Linked DNA regions of Capra hircus: region 1 is linked to region 2. Evidence: chromatin contacts called from public Hi-C data. All regions are on one chromosome and are shown on one strand. Each heading gives the region's core, a stretch centred on a gene start, on an enhancer-like site or on the middle of the called end of the contact. The rest is flanking DNA. Distances are from core to core; before and after follow the strand shown.

What was found. Hi-C and Micro-C count contacts between places; a contact is called where the count stands out from the background.
Region 1: a Hi-C map of blood shows a contact between it and region 2, with 3 times the contacts expected there. The contact joins two enhancer-like sites. A contact is called at or near these places in 3 of 5 Hi-C or Micro-C datasets (blood and liver).

Annotation. Positions count from the first base shown.
Region 1 is chr29:6,881,141-6,887,155 of ARS1.2, forward strand. No RefSeq gene overlaps it. Among named protein-coding and RNA genes, the nearest start is that of TRNAE-UUC, 9.4 kb to the left of the region's middle. Within about 2 kb of position 3,386, at least 1 of the 5 cell types and tissues checked has an H3K27ac peak or open chromatin away from gene starts, as enhancers often do.
Region 2 is chr29:6,574,415-6,580,451 of ARS1.2, forward strand. All of the region lies in intron 8 of GRM5 (metabotropic glutamate receptor 5), which reads left to right. Among named protein-coding and RNA genes, the nearest start is that of CTSC, 230 kb to the right of the region's middle. Within about 2 kb of position 3,962, at least 1 of the 5 cell types and tissues checked has an H3K27ac peak or open chromatin away from gene starts, as enhancers often do.

The DNA.
Region 1 (6,015 bases), core at 2,136-4,635, 310 kb after region 2:
ATAAGGTGTTTTCAGAGCACAGCTCTCGCTTCTCCAATCCTAGTTCAATGATGACATTTCTGCTCTGCCATATGGAGCCCGGTTTTGTTTGATTGGCATTTACGACTTCCAGCAAAGGACCCACTGAGGGGTCACATCTCTTTGCTCTTGTTGTTCCATTGCCAAGTCATGTCTGACTCTTTGCAACCACATGGACTGCAGCACGCCAGGCTTCCCTGCCCATCACCAGCTCCTGGAGTTTGCTCAAACTCATGTTCCTTGAGTCGGTGATGCCATCCAACCATCTCATCCTCTGTCACCCCTTTCTCCTCCTGACCTCAGTCTTTCCCAGCATCAGAATCTTCCAGTGGGTCAGCTCTTTGCATTAGGTGGTCAAAGTATTGGAGCTTCAGCTTCAGCATCAATCCTTCCAATGAATCTTCAGGGTTGATTTCTTTTAGGATGGACTAGTTTCATCTTGCTAGCCAAGGGACTCTTACGTATCCCTTGGGGATCAATAATAATATCCTCTGGGGGAGACACAAGTGGCCACTGGGAGCCCAGTGGGAGGCCACTGCAGTCTTCAGGCCAGGACTCATCGCCAGTGTGACCCCTGTCTGTCCTCTGCCCCATCCCCACTGTCCAGCACCCCCTAAGAGCAGCCTGGTGCCTCAGGAGCAAGGCCGAGAGGATAGCAGGAGGACCGAGCTCTAGACAGCGGTGTTCCCCTGCCTCTTGCTGGCTTGCTATTCACATCTCCCCTTGAGTTAAGGTCAGAAATCTGAGGCTTGATCTCAGATCAGACCCAGCAGATTTCTCTCCAGTGGCAGCAAGAGTTGCTAAGGAAAAAAGACAGTAGGGACTTCAGCCCTTCCCCCAGCCCCCCAGGTCTCAGGAAAGGAACTCTTCTCCAGGCTGAAGGGCATGGTATCTTACTATAATGGAAACCTGAGCAATTCTCTGGCCTATTAAAAAGCTTTGCCTGCTCCCAGCTGCTCCTTTTTCAGGCTTGCAAACTGTGTGCCAAGTATCGCTGCATTAAGGATTTCCTGTTTATCACCCCCTTGAAGCTTTTAGCAATCCTGTGACAAACTCGGGTTGACTCTGGCCTGCCAGACCCTGTGGAGGTCTCCATCTGGAGTCCAGGCCTTGGCTGAGCTCTCCAGCTTCAAGGCTTGCACTTCTAAGACTCCTGGCCCTTTGATTTTCTGGTGATGCAGAATCCTCTGTGGTCCCTGGAAAATAAGCTGTCTCATATAGGGGCCTCTTCTCTCCTTCCTACCTCTGTGCTCAATTCCTACCCATCCTTCAAAACTCAGCCCAAACTCAGGCCCTGTGTACCTGGGGTGCATGCTCAGTCCCTCAGTCACGTCCAGCTCTTCACAGCTCCATGGACTGAACCCCGCCAGGCTCCCCTGTCCAAGGAATTTTCTAGGCAAGAAGAATACAGGAGAGGGTTGCCATGTCCTCTTCCATGGATATCTTCCCGACCCAGGGATTGAACCCATGTCTCCTGCATCGGCATGGGGATTTTGACCACTGAGCCAGCCTACGATCTCAATTTGCTTTCACTGGCAGTCTGTGTTTTGACCCCAGTTTTCAGCTGAGTCACACCTAGGTGACTTGAGATGGTAATTCTGTTCTCTTTGGGTGGGCAAATGTATTTTTAACTCTGGGAAGGCATGTAACAAAAATTACAGTACAGACTGTGGCAACACATTTTGTGATATTGTTTTGTATACATTCTAGAAATGCACTGTTCAAAAGGGCGGCCATTCGCCGTAAGTGGCTATTTAAATATAAATTAATTAAATAAAAATTCCATGTCTCAGTTGTTCTAGTCATATTTCAAATGCTCCACAGCCACATGTGACTAGTGGCAACCTTCTTGGACATTACATGTATTAAACATTACTATCATGACAGAAAGTTCTCTTGGATGACACTGTATTCTGGTTCTCCAGAGGGTGAGCTGAATCCTCATCTCATAGACAAGCTAAAGGAGTATATCTCAAAGTCAGGTCCAAAAGGACAAAGTGGGGAAAAAATATTCACCACTTATTACTAAGGGTTAAGCTCCCTACTACATAAAGAGCGTTCAAAAATAAAGTCTTCCCAGGTGGCGCTAGTGGTAAAGAACCTGCCTGCCAGCGCAGGAGATGTAAGAGACACAGGTTCTGTCCCTGGAGGAGGAAGTGGTAACCCACTCCAGTATTCTTGCCTAGAGAACCCCATGGACAGAGGGCTACAGTCCATAGGGTTGCAAAGAGTTGGAGATGACGAAAGCGACTTAGCATGCAGCATGCAATTAAAAAGGAAAAGACCAACTATCCAATAGAAACATAGACAAAGGACATGAACAGACAGTACAGAAACTGACACGGCCTGTAAATATGTGAAAGGACATTCAAATTCACCCAAAGAAAGAGAAAGTCAGCTGAAACTTCCCTGCGGTGCCACTTTCCACAGATCAAAAAAAAAAATCCAACATTTGAAAACAAGGCTGTAAGAATGCTCTTGTGCACGTGCACTCAGTCGTTCAGTTGTGTCCAATTCTTTTCGACCTCATGGACTGTAGCTTGCCAGACAGACCCCATGGAATTTTCCAGGCAAGAATACAGGAGAGGGTTGCCATGGCCTCCTCCAGGGTAGCTTCCCAACCCAGGGATCAAAGCTGCATTTCCTCCATGTCCTGCATTGGTAGGTGGATTCTTTACCACTGAGCTACCTGGGAAGCCCGAGAATACTTTCGGACATGGCCTAATAGAAGCGTTTCTCAAAATGACGAGTGCATATTCTGTGTGACTCAGAAATTACCTCTAAGAATTCATCTTACTGCACATATGTGAAATGAGAGAGGCACATTGCAGCATTGTTCAGAAACAACTCCCCACCCATCACCATTAATAAAGAACTGCTAAACCTAAGTTGGTGACATGTATGTGTAGCTACTTAATAATATGCTGCACAGTTCTCTATATATTGAAGCAGAAAGATTCCCCTAGATAAGTGAAAAAAGCAAATTCAGAACAGTTTGCATACAATGCCACCTTTTCTGTAAAAAAGGAAAAACAAGGAGAGTAGAGCCCAAAAGGTTCTGAATGAGCTTGTCCATGCGTGAAGAAAGCGCTTAAGAACCTCACTTAACTTGGTGCCAGAGCAGAAGAGCGAAGCTTTCGCCAGACACCAACTTGGACTGTTTAATTTTTGGAACTGGGCGATTCTGTATCATCTCTTATGATTACTAAATTGATCTTTTAAAAAGAACCTGATTCTGCTTTGGTGACTGAGCCACCAGATCAATGACGATGCCCATCAAGGAAGGAGCGCGCTGACCCTCTGCAGAGTTCCAGTCCAGCAGAGGCCCTGCCCCTCCACGCTGTGGGCAAGCTCCGCCCAGGGTTCCCACGCATCCTGCCTCCTCCTCGGGTCTGCTCACACAGCGCTGGATCCAGGGGCCCTGGAGTCCTGCCCTTCTCGGCTTGGAGAAGGGCTAAGACCAGAGGAATGTGTCCGTCTGCGCCCCTTCTCGCTCCGCGCCTGGCAACCCTCAGAGGGCGGCCCCGTGGAGGCCCAGACTCACCTTCCCACGCAGTGTCCGCGTGGCAGGTCCACGCAGTGCCTGTGGTCCGTGGCAGGCGGCTATGGCACAGAAGTTGGGAGCAGTCTCCCGGTCCTCATTAGGGACGTTCTTCGATGGAGAAGTTGTTGAGAGCAGACAGGGTCTGGCGGGGCCCCAGGCGCTCCTTCCATCCAGCGAGGAGCCCTCACTCTTGGGGTGTCCGGCGCCTACGGGTCTTGGTGGATGCCCCGTGCTCCTGGAAGCAGCCTTCTTTCTCGATAGATGCCTAGTTGATGGTGGCAGCGGGACCCACTGTCAGCTCGCGTGGGGCAGCCCAGGGCCGCAGGGCCTGCAGGAGGGGTGCAGGAGAGGGCAGGGCCTGTCCCTGAGGAGCCCCCATCGCCGCATCCCGGGCCGGGCTCTGCGTCCCTCCGCGGCCGCCCTCCTCGCCAGCTTCCGCCTCCTGTGCTTCCAGTTAGGGCAGGACCAGCCCGGCGTCGGGCTCCAGCAGCTTCTTAACCACATCACTTGGAAATAAATACAGGCCAGCCTTGTAGATAACGACACAGAATTTTCTCAGGAAAATTACAGACTTGCCCAAGATCACAGGCTAATTTAAGACAAAATCTTGCTTAAGAATTTAAGGCAGGGTTCTTCGGAGAAGCAGAATCAAAGATTGCTGGTTTCGGACACTGGGTGGCTTTCTTGTGCCCTGAGCAGCCTCTGGTCTTCTGGTCCCTCAGTGTGGTCCGGCCGCAGACCCCATCGGAGCAGCCGGATACAGACGGATCCACGGCCAGGGAGAACAGGACCGAGGGTTTGCACACGTGCCATGCCGGGCTCCAGAGTAGATTTCCGGTTGCTGACATTTCAAACATCTTACCTATTGTCGCTGCGTGCCCTTTCAGTTCTCCATCCGTTCATCCATCCATCGTCATCACTGTCATTAACATCATGGCTACTAATATTGAGCATCTGTTTTGTCTGCTGGGATAGAAAGTCATAAAGTCAAACAAGCGTCTCTGCTTTTAAGGAGCTCACAGTCCAGAGGAAGAGATGGGTATATAAACAAATAACTGCATTATAAAATGGGTTTTACTCTGGGATTCTGAGAGTATCTTATAAATGGAACATGCAACTAGTGTTACCCAACTGAGCAGAGTTTGGTTGCTTCCCCCGCCCCCACCCCACCGCACCCCACAACTGGAGACATCTGTCTTTTGTAGGGAGAAAAAGGTTTTATTACATGGGGGTCAAGCAAGGAGACAGGAAGCAAGAACTCCCAAATCTGTCTCCCAGATGGCAAGATGAGGTGAGTATTTAAGGATTGGGTTCTAGGGCTGTGAAGAAAAAGGGAGGGCGTGGTGGTCATAAAGGTTAAGGAAGTGATAAGTTTTTCTTGTTGTTATTGTTGTTTAACTTTTTATTTTATATTGGAGTATTGTTCATTAACAATGCTGCATTAGTTTCAGTAAACAGTAAAGCGATTCAGTTATAAATACACATGTATCTATTGTTTTTCAAATTCTTTTCTCATTTAGGTTGTTACACAATACTGAGTAGAGTTTGCTGAGCTATACAGTAGGTCCTTGTTGATTATCCATTTTAAACATAAAAGTGTGCATCTGTCCATCCCAGGCTCCCTAACTATCCTGTCCCCCCTCATCACTGTTCTCTAAGTCTGTGAGTCTGTTGCTATTTTGTACATAAGTTCATTTGTATCATTTTTAAAAAGATTCTACATGGAAGTGATATCATAGGATATTATTCTTTCTCTGTCTGAGTTACTGCACTCAGTATGGTGATCCCTAGGTCCATCCATGTTGCTGAAAATGGCATTATTTCATTCTTTTTTAATGGCTGAGTAGTATTCCATTGTATTTGTGTACCACGTTGTTTTTCACACATTCGTCTGTCCATGGACATTTAGCTTGCTTCCCTGTTTTAGCTGTTGTAAATAGTGCTGCAATGAATATTGGGATGCCTGTATCCTTTCAGACCATGTTTTTCTCCAGGTACATGCCCAGGAGTGGGGTTGTGGGGCCATATGGTAGCTCCATTTTTAGCTTTTTAAGGCACCTCCATACTGTTTTCCACAAGTGCTAAGATCTCATGCACAGGTCCAACCAGACTTCCTGTGTCTTCGTGTGCAAATTCCAAGTGTGTTGGTATGAGGCATGAGGCAGAAAGTTGGGCTGTGCTATTGTTACCAACCAGGATTCTTGGCCTCCCTCCATAATCAATAGAAATTGATCAGAGGCCAGACAAGAAATTCAAGCAAGGCTTTGTTGAGGCCTCTGCTTCAGTGGTGGAGCAAGAACAAACATGTTCCCTTGCTTGCCCGCTCACTCTTTAAGGGGTGGACAGATAGCTGGTTCCTTTGTGGGCCCCTCTATCAAGGTCACAAGTGTGGAGCCTTGTACCAAGGTCACAGATGTGTTGGAGCCCTGTACCCAGGTTCCGGACAAAAACCT
Region 2 (6,037 bases), core at 2,712-5,211:
TGTGGTTAGCTAGCGGGAGTGTGAACAGACCTCGGGGCACACACTGGCCAGAATCCCAGGGTGTAGTCACCACGTAACACTGCCAGAGCAACAGGAGTGAAAGCCGACAAGCAAAGACACTTTCTTCAGGCTCAGATGGTACAGGCAGAACAAGGGAGACACGGAGTGCTACAGTATCAGCGTGGATGCCCGCTGTGGCGGGCAGAATGATGATTCCCAAACATGGTAACGCCCCGTTCCCTGGAACCTGTCAGTATGCTGTCTCCCATGGCAAACGGACTTTGAGGATGTGGCTATGTTCAGGATCTTGAGACGAGATTATCTTGGATCATCCAAGTGGGCCCAGTGCAATCACAAGGGTCCTTATTGGAACTGGTGGTAAAGCACCTGCCTACCAACGCAGGAGGCACAAGAGATGCTGGTTCGATCCCTGGGTCAGGAAGATCCCCTGGAGGAGGGCATGGCAACCCACTCCAGTACTCTTGCCTGGAGAATCCCATGGTCAGAGGAGCCTGGCGGGCTACAGTCCACAGGGCTGTGAAGGGTCGGGCATGACTGAGTACACAGGCTTACAAGAGGAAGGCAGGGATATCAGAGTCAGAGAGAGCCGAAGATGCTGACTTAGAGGATGGAGGAAGGGCCTAGAGGGCAAGGCAGCCTCCAGAAGCTGGAAAGGCAAGGATCATCCTCAGGAGGAATGAGGTCCTCATGATTTTAGCTTAATGGAAGCCATTTTGGACTCCTGATCTATAGAACTGTAAGATAATAAATGTACGTCATTAAGTTTGTGGTCATTCATTATAGAAGCAAGAGAAAACACACAGCTTCTGTAAGATCGGGGGCACAAACACCCCAAAAAAGATACCCGGATTCAACCAGACGAGAGGAGGTTTTCATCTTTACACAGAACTCCTGTGTGGTTCCCTCCATGACATTCTCCAAGGTTTTATTCTGGTTCAGTATGAGACACACACACACACACACACACGCACACAACTAGAGATCACCGAGACAAGACCATTTTCTTATTCATCCCTAGGTCGAGTTATTCAATCCCCAGGTTTCTCATCATCCCTAGCAGAAACTCGGTAAATTGTTGCTGTGGTCTCAGAGGAAATAAAAGGAAATCAAGCCCTACTGAGCTCTGACTTTGCTCCTCCGAGTATCCACCAGGCCCACTGTGCTACCCTTCCATCTCAGCCTCTCCCAAGGTTATGTCCTGTCCATGGTACTCCAGATCCCAGTGGAGTCCTGGTCAGTAGCTGAGGGGAGCGGGGCCAACTTGACTCACTGGGGTGAGCCTGGCACCACGGACAGTGTACTCCAACCCAGACAGACACACGGTGACATTGCGGGGGCATCTGAGGGAAATGAGAGGGGGACCTGAGTCCAGAGTGACCACGGACACATCTCGCAGGGACTCTCCCGCCACCGGGCACAGCCAAGTGTGCAGCCCCTCACTGGAAGGCTGGGGCCCAGGCGAAGCAGGCTCTGCTCCTCTGGGCACACAGCTGGCGGCTGCCAGGGCAGCACGTGGAGAACCAAGCATTTCAGCCTGCAAGCGGACCAGCAAGCGCTTTTCCCTTTCGATACTTCACTAATAAAAATCTAAGGAAAAATCAATTCTAACCTCCACTCACAACTGGAGTTTAACTCCAGGATTTGTTTTAATCTAAAGGATGTTTGCAATATCTGGTGATACTTGAGAAAAACTGAGCACACTGACTTCAGTGGAGACCTTGCAAAGACACCTGGGCAGAATGCTAATGTGCCGAACGGGAGCCTAGCGGACACGGACTTTGGGCGTCTGGCCTGTCTCTTTCACCTTCAAACTCCAGATCCCTGCATCAAGGCACAGGTTATCTAATTTCCCCTTGGACATTTCCAGAGGCTTCCGTTTAATTGTATTCACTGTGCAGACACTGCTTTGTGACTGCTTCTCCGGGGAGAACCGTGCCAGACAGAGCGCAAGCTAGCAGACAGCCTCTAAACTCCAGGGCGTCTCTAACCGTCCTGAGAGATGCTGGTGAAGGACCAGACTCTGGGTGTCAGCTGCTTACAGACGGCCCCCTTCTCTCCTTCTTTCTCACCCTGCAACCTTCATCCCTACCCCCCGCAGTCAGCGGACCAGGTCCTTCACCTGCACTGGGTGCCAGGAGGGCTTCTGGGCATCTAAGAAGAGACAGCATGTTTCTGCTGTAGGAGTTCTCACCTTGTATACCAGGGAAAAGGAACCGCCACCATGGGCTCGTACAAAGAGCCTGATGCACAGAGCCGGACACTAACTCTTGTGGAAGCACTGCTAACAGCAGATGTTCTGACCCCTGGCTATACCAACTGAAGGAGATTCCTCATACTAACGTGCTCGTTTCCTCGTCATCGCTGCTATCATATTTCTATACCCACAAAAATAATATAACATATAAAAGCTGGGGGAAAATCAACATTATTTCCTAGCACACGAATGCCAGATTTTTATAACATGCCTATTCTTCTCACACATCACAGAGGAGCCTTGCCCAAATATTCTCCTGCCGCTCACTTTTCCACCAGAGATGCCTTTCAAATCCAATAGGTCATGTTACCCGTGTTGAGTCTTCAGGAATCAAACTGACTACCATCAAGACCTTCCGTTTACTGAGGATGCACCAACCGCCCATGAGTGCAATTTATTTCATCCAGTATGGTCCTTACAGCAACCCTGTTCAGGAGGGTAGGCATGCCCACTATGCTGATGAGGCTTAGAGAGAGAAAGACACTTGCCCACCAGGGTGAGCGGCTACCGCAGGGTTTGAACGCAGTTGCTGCACTTAAGAACTCCAGCCCTAACACACCCCAAAATGCAAGGCTTTCTCTAAAGCCTGAGAAGCCAGTCTGCTGTGTCACATGCTTAGTCCCACTGTTTCTGGAGAGGAACAAAGGACAGTGAAGAGACAGGTCGCAGCCTTCGACTTGAGTGAAAATCGAGTCAGATTCTGTATGCCGCACTTCATGTCTGGGGCCCAGGGCAAGTGAGATGGGGATGTGGATGGGCTGGGAGGGGGTGAGAAAGGATGCTGAGGGCGGGGCCTGGCAGTCACTGCTGCGCCGCGTGAAATCAAGTCCGGAGGCACTCCAGCCCCAGGCTTAAACAGGCAGAACCTAGAGAGGAGAAGGTGCTGTGTAGGATGTGAAAAAAGGCTAATCACCGTGATGACGCTGATGACGACAGCACAGGGCAGGCACTATTATCGGTTCCTCGCAAACATTCATTGACTCCTTGAGACAGCCCCGTGGAGGAGGCAACGTGAGCAGCCTCATTTTATCAATGAGTGAACTGAGAGAGAGAGCCGGAAAGCCCACCGCCCAGGGACAGGTATCTGGAAGGGATCGGAACCTTGAATTCTAATGCACGCAGTCCGTGGCCTTCGCCAGCGGCAATTATAAATGTGAAGACTGTATTTGAAAGGGCAGTCAAGAGTTAGTAGGAGCAGATGAAAGGTCAGGATCGAGAAAGACATTTGAGAATGTGTCACCATCACCGTAATTTTTTTTTTAATTTATTTTTTAGCTGGAGGATAATTGCTTTACAGTGTGTTAGTTTCTGCTGTACAACAATGCAAATCAGTCCCATATATATATTATATGTATAATATATATACATATTCTCTCCCTGTTGAACCTCTCTCCCACCCACCCTCTTTCTGGAAGTCTTAAAGCCCCTGACGAGAGCACCAGTCCCCAACCTTTCTGGCACCAGTGACTAGTTCTGAGGAAGGCAATTTTCCCACAGACGGGGGTAGGGAAATGATTTCATGATGGTTCTCACAAGGAGCACTCAACCTAGCCCCCTCACATGCCCGGTTTACAGGAGGGTCTGAGCTGCTATGAGAATCCAAAGCTGCCGCGCTCTGACAGCAGGTGGCGCTCAGGAGGTGATGCATAAACACAGGTGGGGGTGGCCGCAAACACCAGCAAGGTTCCCTGGCTCACCTCCCGCTGTGCGGCCGGGCTCCTAACAGACCACCCACAGGTCCCAGCCTGTGGCCCCGGGGCTGGGGACCCCTGGTCCAGAGCACTAGTTAATCCAGTTAAGGCCCAGAGCCAATCCGGTTTGGTCATTAAAGCAAACACTCAAGAGAAGGGCATTTCAGAGTCTTGGTGGAAATGTCTGCATAAGGCAGACAGAGCTGACTTGAACGACATTGCTACAAGGAAAGGCAGATTCAGATTAAGTACGTGGTTTCATTTTTCTTAGTTATGATTCATTTGTAAATATAAAATATATATTTATAAACATAAAATTATGTATTATAAATATTTATAAATATAAAAATAAATGATTTACTTTTATATCTTCTAAAGGCAGATTCAGATTAAGTACATGGTTTCATTTTTCTTAGTTATGATTCATTTGTAAATATAAAATATATATTTATAAACATAAAATTATATATTATAAATAATATATTTATAAATGTAAAAATAAATGATTTACTTTTATGATTTCTTTGTTTTCCCATTCTTCAAATGAAGACTATTCCTAAAGTTGTCCATTTAAAAACGTTTGAGATGGTGAAGATTTCTTTTACAAATGGCTAGAAATAGTTGAAATTCACCAGAGATTTCTCTAGCACCTACTCGATGCAAATATTTCAGTCAAATTTTTAGAGTTAAATGTATTCGACATCCTGAATAATTATAACATGTAAGACAGGTAATCAGAGGAAAGTATTATTTTGACCAAGAAATTAAATAATGATTTCATCATTACTTGTGAAAGTGCTAAATGAAAGAACTTGTCAGAAACCAGGTGCAATTATCACTGCCTTAAAAATGGCTCTTTTCACTATTATTTCTGCAACTTGAGACGAGGTGCTAGTTTCAACTTGTTGTTCAGTCATTAAGTCATGTCCAACTCTTTGCAACCCCATGGACTCTAGCACACCAAGCTTCCCTGTCCTTCACTACTTCCTGGAGTTCACTCAAACTCATATCCACTGAGTCGGTGATGCCATCCAACCATCTCATCCTCTGTCGCCCCCTTCTCCCCCTGCCCTCAATCTCTCCCAGCATCAGGGGCTTTTTCAGTGAATCAGCTCTTCACATTAGGTGGCCAGTACTGGAGCTTCTAGCTACTAGGTTTAATACTTAATTCTTATTGCCCCACTGGGAAGTTTGGGATTATTTTGTATATTAAAAAAAAAAAACTTGACACTGAATAAAATGAAGACTTCTCAGAAAAGAAAAGGAGTTACTATCGAAGGCTCTCCTTCCTCTTATACCTCCACTCTAGATGAAACCTATACCTTCAACCTAGCTGCCCAGCCCAGTGTCATTCTTGACTCATCCCTCAGCCATTTTTTCCTACTTGTTTTACTTCATCTTTTGCATGCTTGATGATACTGCTGTAGATCCGGACTCCATCAACTACTGTCTGAACCGCTGACTAAATGTCCTAAATCTCTATGATCTATGTACACCCGTCCCAACAATCTTCCCGGGTGGCTCAGTGGTAAAGAATCAGCCTGCCAATGCAGGAGACACAGGTTCGATGCCTGGGTTGGGAAGACTCTCTGGAGGAAGAAATGGCAACCCACTCTGGTATTCTTGCCTGGAGAATCCCACAAACAGAGGAGCCTGGCAGGCTACCGTCCATGCGGTTGCAGAGAGTTAGACAATTAGTGACTGAGCATGTATGCAACACACTGTCGCAACAGTGTGTTGTCCTAAAGTACACATTTGATCACATCACTCAGCCTTTAAATTGGCAGGCATGCATGTCTTAAAGTATAAACATCAAAAACTCTTGCCCATGGCTCACAAAACCCTTTAAGACCTGGCCCTTGAAGACTTGACCTTCTCAACCTGAGGCCCAGTCCCCAATCTGTTCCACCAATTCCCCCAAAGCTTCCCCCACCCCAACATTGCTCCTCCCAACACATACTGCATATCCTAGCAAGGCCAGACCGCACATAATTCCCCAACACTCCACACTTCAGTCATTCCTTCGTTTGGCATACTCCTGCTGTGTATATTCTATTCTTTCTGCCTCTGC